Linked DNA regions of Anser cygnoides: all the other regions are linked to region 2. A link is a contact called in public Hi-C data. All regions are on one chromosome and are shown on one strand. Each heading gives the region's core, a stretch centred on a gene start, on an enhancer-like site or on the middle of the called end of the contact. The rest is flanking DNA. Distances are from core to core; before and after follow the strand shown.

Region 1 (2,700 bases), core at 150-2,649, 180 kb after region 2:
TGAACTTTATCCAGCTTGGACTCTGCTCTTCTATTTGTGTTTTTAAAAGAAATAGTGATGAGCTTTGTACCATGCTTACTTTGTCCACCTGTAATAAAACAAGGAAAAGAAGCTTGGTCCCAAGCTTTAAAACTTGCTACGTGTAAACTTCTTCCTTTTTTAGTGTCAGCTACCACTCGATGAGCGCTGCGCTGATTTGCATGTCTGAGTTGTGGATAGGGCAGTTCATTCCTGGCAAAGTGAACAACATAATTAGCTGGATAAAGCTAATAACTAGCTGGACTAGTTATTGGACTAAAGCTAATAACTAACTGGATAAAAGTTTGTCCCCTAAGCGGAAAATAGTGGAAGGATGGGCTTAAGCAGCTAAGAATTAAAAATTAAAATAACTGACTCCAGGAGCGTTTTCCCATAGCAACATGCTTTTAAAAATAATTGAGAGAGGTTAACAGAGAATTGCTGCATAATTATACAGATCCATCCTCATCCCGTGTCAGTGGGTTGTTAATGCCAGAAATGGGGGCGTTGTAGGGGGGCCACACGCATGGGGAACACAACTAAGAGTGCTGTAGAGGAGAAGCTGAACTGGTCACCAGTTAGTCACCTGCTACAGGTAAGGTTACAAAGATAACGAGGAGCCAGTGATGTGAATAGTGAGAATAATCACTTGACACTAAGTTAGGAGATCACAGATAGGTCAACACCACTGTGAAGGCAGCCTAACAGCATCCCTCCTGCCTGAAGACCAGAAATAGTATTAAAGCTAATAAACATACAAGTCTCTTGTCAAAATCCCTCTGGCCAGGAACACTTGATCCCTATGGAAGGGAACTGGACATCAGCAACGTCCTGCCTGAGGTATTTTGGCAGGGCAGCTAAGCTGAGAGATGCACGTGGCTGCTGCCAAGATAGGTTTGGCTTACTTCCTATCTCATTCCAAACAGCCACGACACTGGTGGAGGGAGGCCTTTCATGTTCTCCCACAGCAAGGTCACAAGTGGGAACAATTTACAACATCTGCAGTCACCAGTACAGACTGTTTTTTAAATGCTAGTTACTTTTAACCCGTTGCCCAGTTCATTTCTTCCTGAGAAAGATGGCAGAAACCCTGGCTTGTCCAAAGAGAAATGCAGGTTTTCTAGCAAAAACCAGACTCCTCGCTGCTGATCGAGGCCACTGATGTTGCCTGTTCTGCTCATCCATCAGTGGACCAGCCGAATGGGTACAATGGAGAAGCAAGGAAAGGCCGCAGCAAGAGCTGCAGCACCCACTTCTTGTCCTCTGTTCTTTCGTCTCTTACCCGCAAACAGGAACCTGGTGGGAATGAAAGTTTAATTTTCCTTTCCCCTGTCATCTTATACCAAGTCTGTTTCTTCACAGTATTGCTTACAATTTGCTGTTTCCTTTATTTATTTATTTTTTAAGCCAAACCTCCCCAAGCCAGAAATTCTTACCCAGCTGACTCCCCCCCGGTAGCACTTTTAGTCTCTCCAGGTGTAACCTCTCATTCTCCTCTGGCTGCTGCTGGCAGCTGTTCCCTCCTAGCTATGTGTTTCTAACTAGATGCCTCCAGCTGCAGAAGAATTTGCCTTTTTCTGGCTGGCTGCTGTATTTTCAGGCTCCCCAGGCACAGCAGCATCAGCGGGGAGCAGAAAAGGCTGGGGTAAGTCTGCAGTGGGCCATTTGGTGCAACACACTTGGTAAGGCTGAGGGCTCTCACCTTGCGTGGGCACACTGGGTGAGCAAACATCCCCGTGAGCTGCACGTGCTGGCCGCATCCAAGCTGGTCCTGAGCAAAGCTGGTTGCAACTTCACCCTTTGCTTCAGGCGCAGCGGGCTCTAGGGCTCCAGTGGTGTAAAACGCAGAGCACTTTGGATGAACCCTCCTCCCTTCTGTTTTATTAATTTCAGAAGCTCACGGGCTCCTCGACTTTAGGCTGCGTATGCTCAGGCCAAAAATAAATAAATAAATCGGTGGTTAGGCCTGGAAAGACAAAGTCTGCTGGGCTGACCACGCTGCAGAGCTGTATTTGCACAAGGTGGTCTGGATTCTAAGTAGCAGTGCAAGCCTCTTTTCTCTTGAATCTTCAAATGTTGATAGAAAATATAACAAAAATATTAAATATCGAGTTACGATTTTTTTCCCCACCTTTCTTTCCCCTTTGTTCTTATGGCAGCTATTTTATTTCATAACAATTTTCTTGAGCAAAATCAACATGCTCTTTCTCTGACTTGAACTAATTAATGCTCTTATTTCCCTCTTAAACCATATGTGCACAGTCATGCTTGGTTTGTACGCGGAGAAAAGAGAATATGCTGCTCTGGAAATTTTTGAAAGGCTTTATTGAGGAGAACCCAAACCACGAGCTGAGCTGTGGGCCACTGTTGCAGGTGTCCTCTGTGGGTGGGCAATGAGAGTATCCCACTTGGGCAGGTCAAATTTAGCAAGGTCTGCACTTGGTATCCCAGTAATTCCTGCCTGTGATTTAGGGTACAGCAGCGGTGAATGCCAAATAATGCATAAATAGATGGATGGATAGGATCAAGGATCTTGCTTTTTGTCCCTGTTGTAGCAAGGAATGTTGGCTTTTATTCCAAGATAACCAGTGTTGTAGAGGACAGGAATTGCCTCTTGCTACCACTTTTTCAAAGCCTGGTTCTGCAGCAATGGCTAGTCATACCAGAAATGCTTTCTAGGGT
Region 2 (2,700 bases), core at 112-2,611:
CATCAGAATTCCAAAGTCTGTATTTAAAGCTGTTACTTTTGTTAAGGCATCTCTGCTTAAACTTGTTAAGGAATGATTGAAATAGCTAGAAAATCCAAATAGCTCTACTCTTCTACAAAGCATTTAATCCACTAACAGGGAAAGGTTGTTCTGCTATGTCACTGTGAAAGACGTCCTCTGAATGCATAAAAGTACACTTTTAATTCTGATTTCAATGAATAGAAATGGTAACAAAGAATGTTTTCCCAGTCTGTTAATCAGCACATTATATACATTTGAACTACTGTGCTTGTGTTAGATTCACAAAGATATTACAGAAATCAGCCTCTGCATTTTTGGTCTCTGTTTCATAGTGCTAAAAAAGTTCTGTCTATCCTGTAGGAGCTGAGAATCTAGATCTTTCACAATGTGAAAGCCTTTTTATGATAGCCTTTCCCCATGAGAGAACACAAATGTTTAGGGAAGAGGGGAAAAATTAATGCAAAGAGTTATTCAGGATTGTACTGCTCGCCTTTCAGAGTTGGCTTTCATCTTGAAGCCCACTGTTTAAATCCCAGACTTTTCCTTATAGGCCCTTGGTTTTACTGAGATTATTGTTTTAGCTTTCACACCTTCTATGTATCAAGCACTTCAACAATTCCCCTAAGCACTTTAGTTCCCTCATGCAAATTAAGGGCTTTCATTCTTTAAGCAATGTAAGCTTTATTTCTCTGGTGCAAAGCTTTATTGCTCTGGTGCAAGAAAGTATTAAGCTACACAAATAATTGGGGATTAAGCCAAGTCCCCTTTTGCATCTTTCTTGTTTTGAATCTTATTACGTAAAATAACAGCCGTATGATTCAGTCTGTCTTTTGAATTAGCAGAAATACTTCTACCAGTAGAAGTCTTGAGCATAATATAAACTAATTTCATTGTTTTCTAAAATACTTTGTTTTTAAGATGACAGGACTTCCATTGTCTTCACAAATGTGTCATGAAAATAACTGTGTTTTCATTATAGAGTATTTAAAGAATGAGTAACCCTGTTTATTACATCTAACATGTGAATGTAGTGCGTGTAGTCAGAATTAGTATTTACTTGGTAGTTAATTATTTACAGGTATGATTTGAAAGGGAATTGTTTCATTTTGCTATGTTGATCGATAATCTGGATAGAGGTGTAAGCACCTTTCAAAGCTGCTATAGTTAACTTCCACAGGACAAGGATTTTAAAGTTGTTCTCTGCTTATATTTCTCCCTTTGAAATTATTGTGTTATAGATGTGCATTACAGACTTGTTTGTGAATTTGTGAACAACCGGTGCTTCCTTTGTTTTTGCTGAGGTTTGAGGAACTTTATATGCTTGAGGCATAGAGTTAAATGGTTTTGAGGTATTATAAGCATGGTGTGGGGAAGAATCTGGCAAATCAAGGAATTTGGAACAGTAGATCTACGATCCATAAATGTTTTACAGTTTTGTTTCCTAGGAATCCTCTCTTTGTTTACAAGCACACGTAATTCTGACACACATTATTTTTCCATTTGGATAAATTCCACTTGCAGGCCTGAAAGTGTAACAGGTCATGCCATAGAGAAGGTAGAATCTGTATTTTTCACACAGAGAAAAAATTCCTAAAAAATGTAGGCAGACCATTCAAACAGGAAAATACAACAATCCAATGTGAGCATGCTGCGTTGTGCAGTATTGGCTGCTAGTGAATTACTTCAACACAGGAAGCTATGTCATTCTGGGAATATAAATAACTAGTTGAAAGATAATAAAATAATAACTGAATTACTTGACTGTAGACAGGTCTGATAGGAATCTTTATGCTCTCATCCCTCCCGTAATGATATCAGTATTTCCTATATAAGTAATAAGCTCAAATACTTGTGATAAAAATAATCAAAAACCTGAATTAACATACTAGTTGAGAAATGTCATCTCTTCAGACCACTTATACAGGAAAAATAGATGATGATTTTCCAACTCTGACAAGGTTCATTTCCTTTCTGTCAGGAAGTGTTCTTAAAGTTAGCTTTGCAGAGGCACATGGGAATACGTGCTGGCATCAAAGCCTTTCACTACCGGCACTGTGAGTACTGAACAAGTCTCAAGGCCTCTCTGATACAGCATGTATGAATTTGTACAGGTGGATTACATGTGTCTTTTTTATGTTACCACTTAAATTACTTAAGGAAAAAAAACCAACAACAACAACTGTACAGTCAAATATTGAGTGCTGTTTAAGTCAAATATTTAGTGCTGCTTCTATGCTGTGGAAAGGATCTCTCAAGAAAAGGGGTATTTTTTATTTTTTATCAACTGGTAGTTCTTCTTATGTTGAATATGAAACAAACAGACAAACAAAATCAGATCCTGATTTAAAAAAAAAAAAAGCAAATTTTTAACTAAATTATTTCTGTGGTCTATCCCTTAAGGATATGTTTGTGTTGCTTCCCTGAATATGGGTGTACTTTAGGAAATCCTGGTTTAGGATCTATATTCAGAAGACACTTGTGACAAGGTATAGATATAACAAAGACAAGAACAGCTTGTATCCGTGGCATGTTAACTGAGAAAGGTGTCTTTGCTAGTTTGGAGGGATGTGGACTTGAATCAGATTGCTATTTCTTATTCTCTCTACTGGTACACCATGAGTGGAAAAGAATGGGAATGCCTTTGCAAAACTTTTTAAATCAACTTGCACATTTTTGCAT
Region 3 (2,785 bases), core at 265-2,764, 200 kb after region 2:
TAGAGCTTTCCAGATGAATTCTAGAGAGCTGCTAAATTTAGAAGAAGCTGAAATATTTAAGCTTTTATGTACTTTGTCTTCTGTTTTCGCCATCAGCCCGCTTCTTTCCATTCGTTTTCCCCTCCACGCTACCTGGCATCCCTGCTTGGAACAACCGCACGCGCCCTCTGGTATGCCTTCCTCCCCTCGTGCTCCTGGCTCGGGGTTATCCTTGAGAAACTGTAGGGTCAATGAGATGAGGCTGAAGCCTTGCTGGAGAAGGCAGCAATCATCTGTGCTGTAGGTGACGTGTAGGAGATGGGAGAATCCTGTCTGAGGAAGGAGATCCTGCAACTTTGCAGCCGTGCTGAGGTTTCCGTGCTGAATTCCCTCAGCGTGGTGTCTCTTGGGCTCCCGTCTGTTCAACTCCAAAATGTGTGCTTGGCTCTAAAAATGTGATTATTTTCTGTTGGCTTTTGCCAGCAGGTGACCTTGTTTGAATTCCCCTGCGAGCGTGGTGCAAGCGCTGCCCTTGGGGCCGCAGCCTGTGCTGGAGAGGTGGTAACGAGAGGCAAGGGCAAAGGTTTTTTGGGGGCAAGGGTCCCATGGAGAAGGCTGGTGCAAGGCGTGTACTTCTCTGTCTGACTGCCAGCATCACGGACATCTTTACCACTCACGCCATCGTTCTGTATGTAATGCTGTCCTCACTGTGGTAGTGCCTGAAAGCCTTCTCGGTAGTGTGTTAAATGATATAAGTGAAGGTCCGTACTGCCAAGGAAAGTTCTTTTCTTTTTTAATCTCTCATCTTATCCCCGGGAGGAAAATTCAATACGTAGTGTAGAGCTTTGTTAGGATTTTTATTCTGTCTTTAATTTACAGCTAGGAGAGAGCCCCAAATGCAGGTTGTCCTACTGAAATGTGAGAACAAAAGACCAGATAAACGAATGTATTCTGATACTAGTTTTTGGGGCACGTGTTCAGGTACACAAGTAACGAGGTTGGGAGAATCAGGAACATTACTTGTAAGGTCTAGAAAACAGCATGTTCACGTTATCCAGCAGCATGTGGTTTATAGTTACTCTTGTGCACTGTTTTCACAGCACCAGGTGGTCTGGTTCCATGAAAGGGGTTTTGGATGGGGCTGGAGGAATTCGTTTTTGGCTCAAGCGCTGTCTCTGTGTTAATGCTCTGGTGCTGCCCAGTCTCCTCTCGGCCTCTGGACCGAAGTCCATGAGCGTGTCTACAATGTCGCAATGTCCCAGCTACAAATATTATTAAGGATAGGGAATGTAAATTACAGTGTAAGACCTTTTCCTCCCCTCTCTCTCCCAGGGCTGTGTAAAATGCTGTCTGCATGAACAATACAAGCTTGACAGACCAGTTTCTTCTCTTCATTTGTGAAGCAAGCTGCATATTTTTATCCCTTCTTCCTTCCCCCTAACATTTAGTTAAGTCTGAATTAATACCAGACCCTTTTTTCCTCTCCCTCTTCTTTTCCGTTTGCCCGGGTTATAGTGACTGTAGACCTCAAATGATGAGCGGGCAGGGTTACAGCGGTGATAACTGCATGTCAAAATTAATTTTTATCTACGGTGACTTTGAGCAAGTATTTCTCATGAGGAAAGGCTTCCTCTCCTTATCTCCTGTTCTCGTCTTCATTTTGGAATTGTATCCCAAGCTTGGCATTTTTGAGGCTTTTCCCCCACTTCAAAAGAAGGCCTAATAAGAGTGTGAATTGGATTTTGCCACACCAGCCCTTTTGAAGTTGTCTATGTGCAGTTTGTTTTAAGCATGTGTTGTCCTGGAAAATGCTGGTCTTCAAAGCGTTAACGTGTTTTTGATTATCAGATGATAGCGAATGTTAATATTTAACTAAAATGTTGTGGGTGGTTTTTTTTTTTTTTTTGGGGGGGGCGGGGCGGGTATGGTTTTTTAAACATATGGCTTCTATTTACAGCGTTTAGGCCAGTTCAAAACACCAATTTGGCAGCTCATTCTACTTCTTATTTAGCTGGGCCATGAAGCCAGGCCCACCAGAAGGTGCCTTGTTCAGCGTAAGGGTGGTCGTCAGCTGAAAACTGAGGGGTGGCACTGGAAAAACATTTTTCCATGTATGACTTGGGCAACTGCTAGTGGGGGGTGATGTTGCCTCGACTTCTCATGTGTCCAAAGGGGTAGGTTTGAAGTTAGTGTGTCCAAAGGGTTAAAGCAAGGAGTAGGTTTTAAGTTAGTCGTTTTTGCGACAGTGACTTCCCAATGATGTCAGAACACATGTAGAAAAGACACTTAATCACAGCGCAGAGATCTAGAAGAGAGATGGAAATATTCTGAATATGAATGTAGCATCCATGAAAGCTGCAAGCAGGATGCTGTATCTCCCGGCGCTTTGATGTTGGATGGCGTTATGGAGTTGGAAAAAGTGAAGCAGATCGCATCAGCTGAGAAAGAAGTTAGTTGACTAATCTTGGTAGGGTGAAGGCTGGAGAAGATCAAAATGTCTCAGAATAAAGAGAACTGCTACTGAAAATAAAAGAAGTGGTGGAGAAGTGGGTGGTATATGGAAGCTACGAAAATTGACTTAATCGTGTTGAGTATTCACAAGACTGTCATATGATTAACAAATCATATTTTAATTGTTAGCGTATTAGTGATGATTATTTACTTAGCAAACTTCCTTCTTCCCTGTCCCAGTGGGGAAAAGAAGCAGATCTGTGATGAGAGCAAGGTTGGGATCAGAAGAAGCTAATTGCTTCTGATTAAAACGTGAAACTGCATGATAGATGAAACTGGTCTAGTTTTGCGTTCT

The links. Hi-C and Micro-C count contacts between places; a contact is called where the count stands out from the background.
Region 1: a contact with region 2 is called in a Hi-C map of liver, with 2.0 times the contacts expected there. The contact joins two enhancer-like sites. A contact is called at or near these places in 2 of 7 Hi-C or Micro-C datasets (both in liver).
Region 3: a Hi-C map of liver shows a contact between it and region 2, with 2.6 times the contacts expected there. The contact joins two enhancer-like sites. A contact is called at or near these places in 2 of 7 Hi-C or Micro-C datasets (both in liver).

What each region holds. Positions count from the first base shown.
Region 1 is chr2:84,665,805-84,668,504 of Taihu_goose_T2T_genome, reverse strand. No RefSeq gene overlaps it. Among named protein-coding and RNA genes, the nearest start is that of SLC22A23, 9.5 kb to the right of the region's middle. Within about 2 kb of position 1,399, at least 1 of the 3 cell types and tissues checked has open chromatin away from gene starts, as enhancers often do. A contact at or near this core is called in liver, where this site is marked.
Region 2 is chr2:84,847,207-84,849,906 of Taihu_goose_T2T_genome, reverse strand. The region is part of intron 3 of LOC106043852 (a long non-coding RNA gene); the gene reads left to right. Among named protein-coding and RNA genes, the nearest start is that of PRP4K, 12 kb to the left of the region's middle. Within about 2 kb of position 1,361, at least 1 of the 3 cell types and tissues checked has open chromatin away from gene starts, as enhancers often do. A contact at or near this core is called in liver, where this site is marked.
Region 3 is chr2:84,648,285-84,651,069 of Taihu_goose_T2T_genome, reverse strand. The region is part of intron 1 of SLC22A23 (solute carrier family 22 member 23); the gene reads left to right. Among named protein-coding and RNA genes, the nearest start is that of SLC22A23, 8.0 kb to the left of the region's middle. Within about 2 kb of position 1,514, at least 2 of the 3 cell types and tissues checked have open chromatin away from gene starts, as enhancers often do. A contact at or near this core is called in liver, where this site is marked.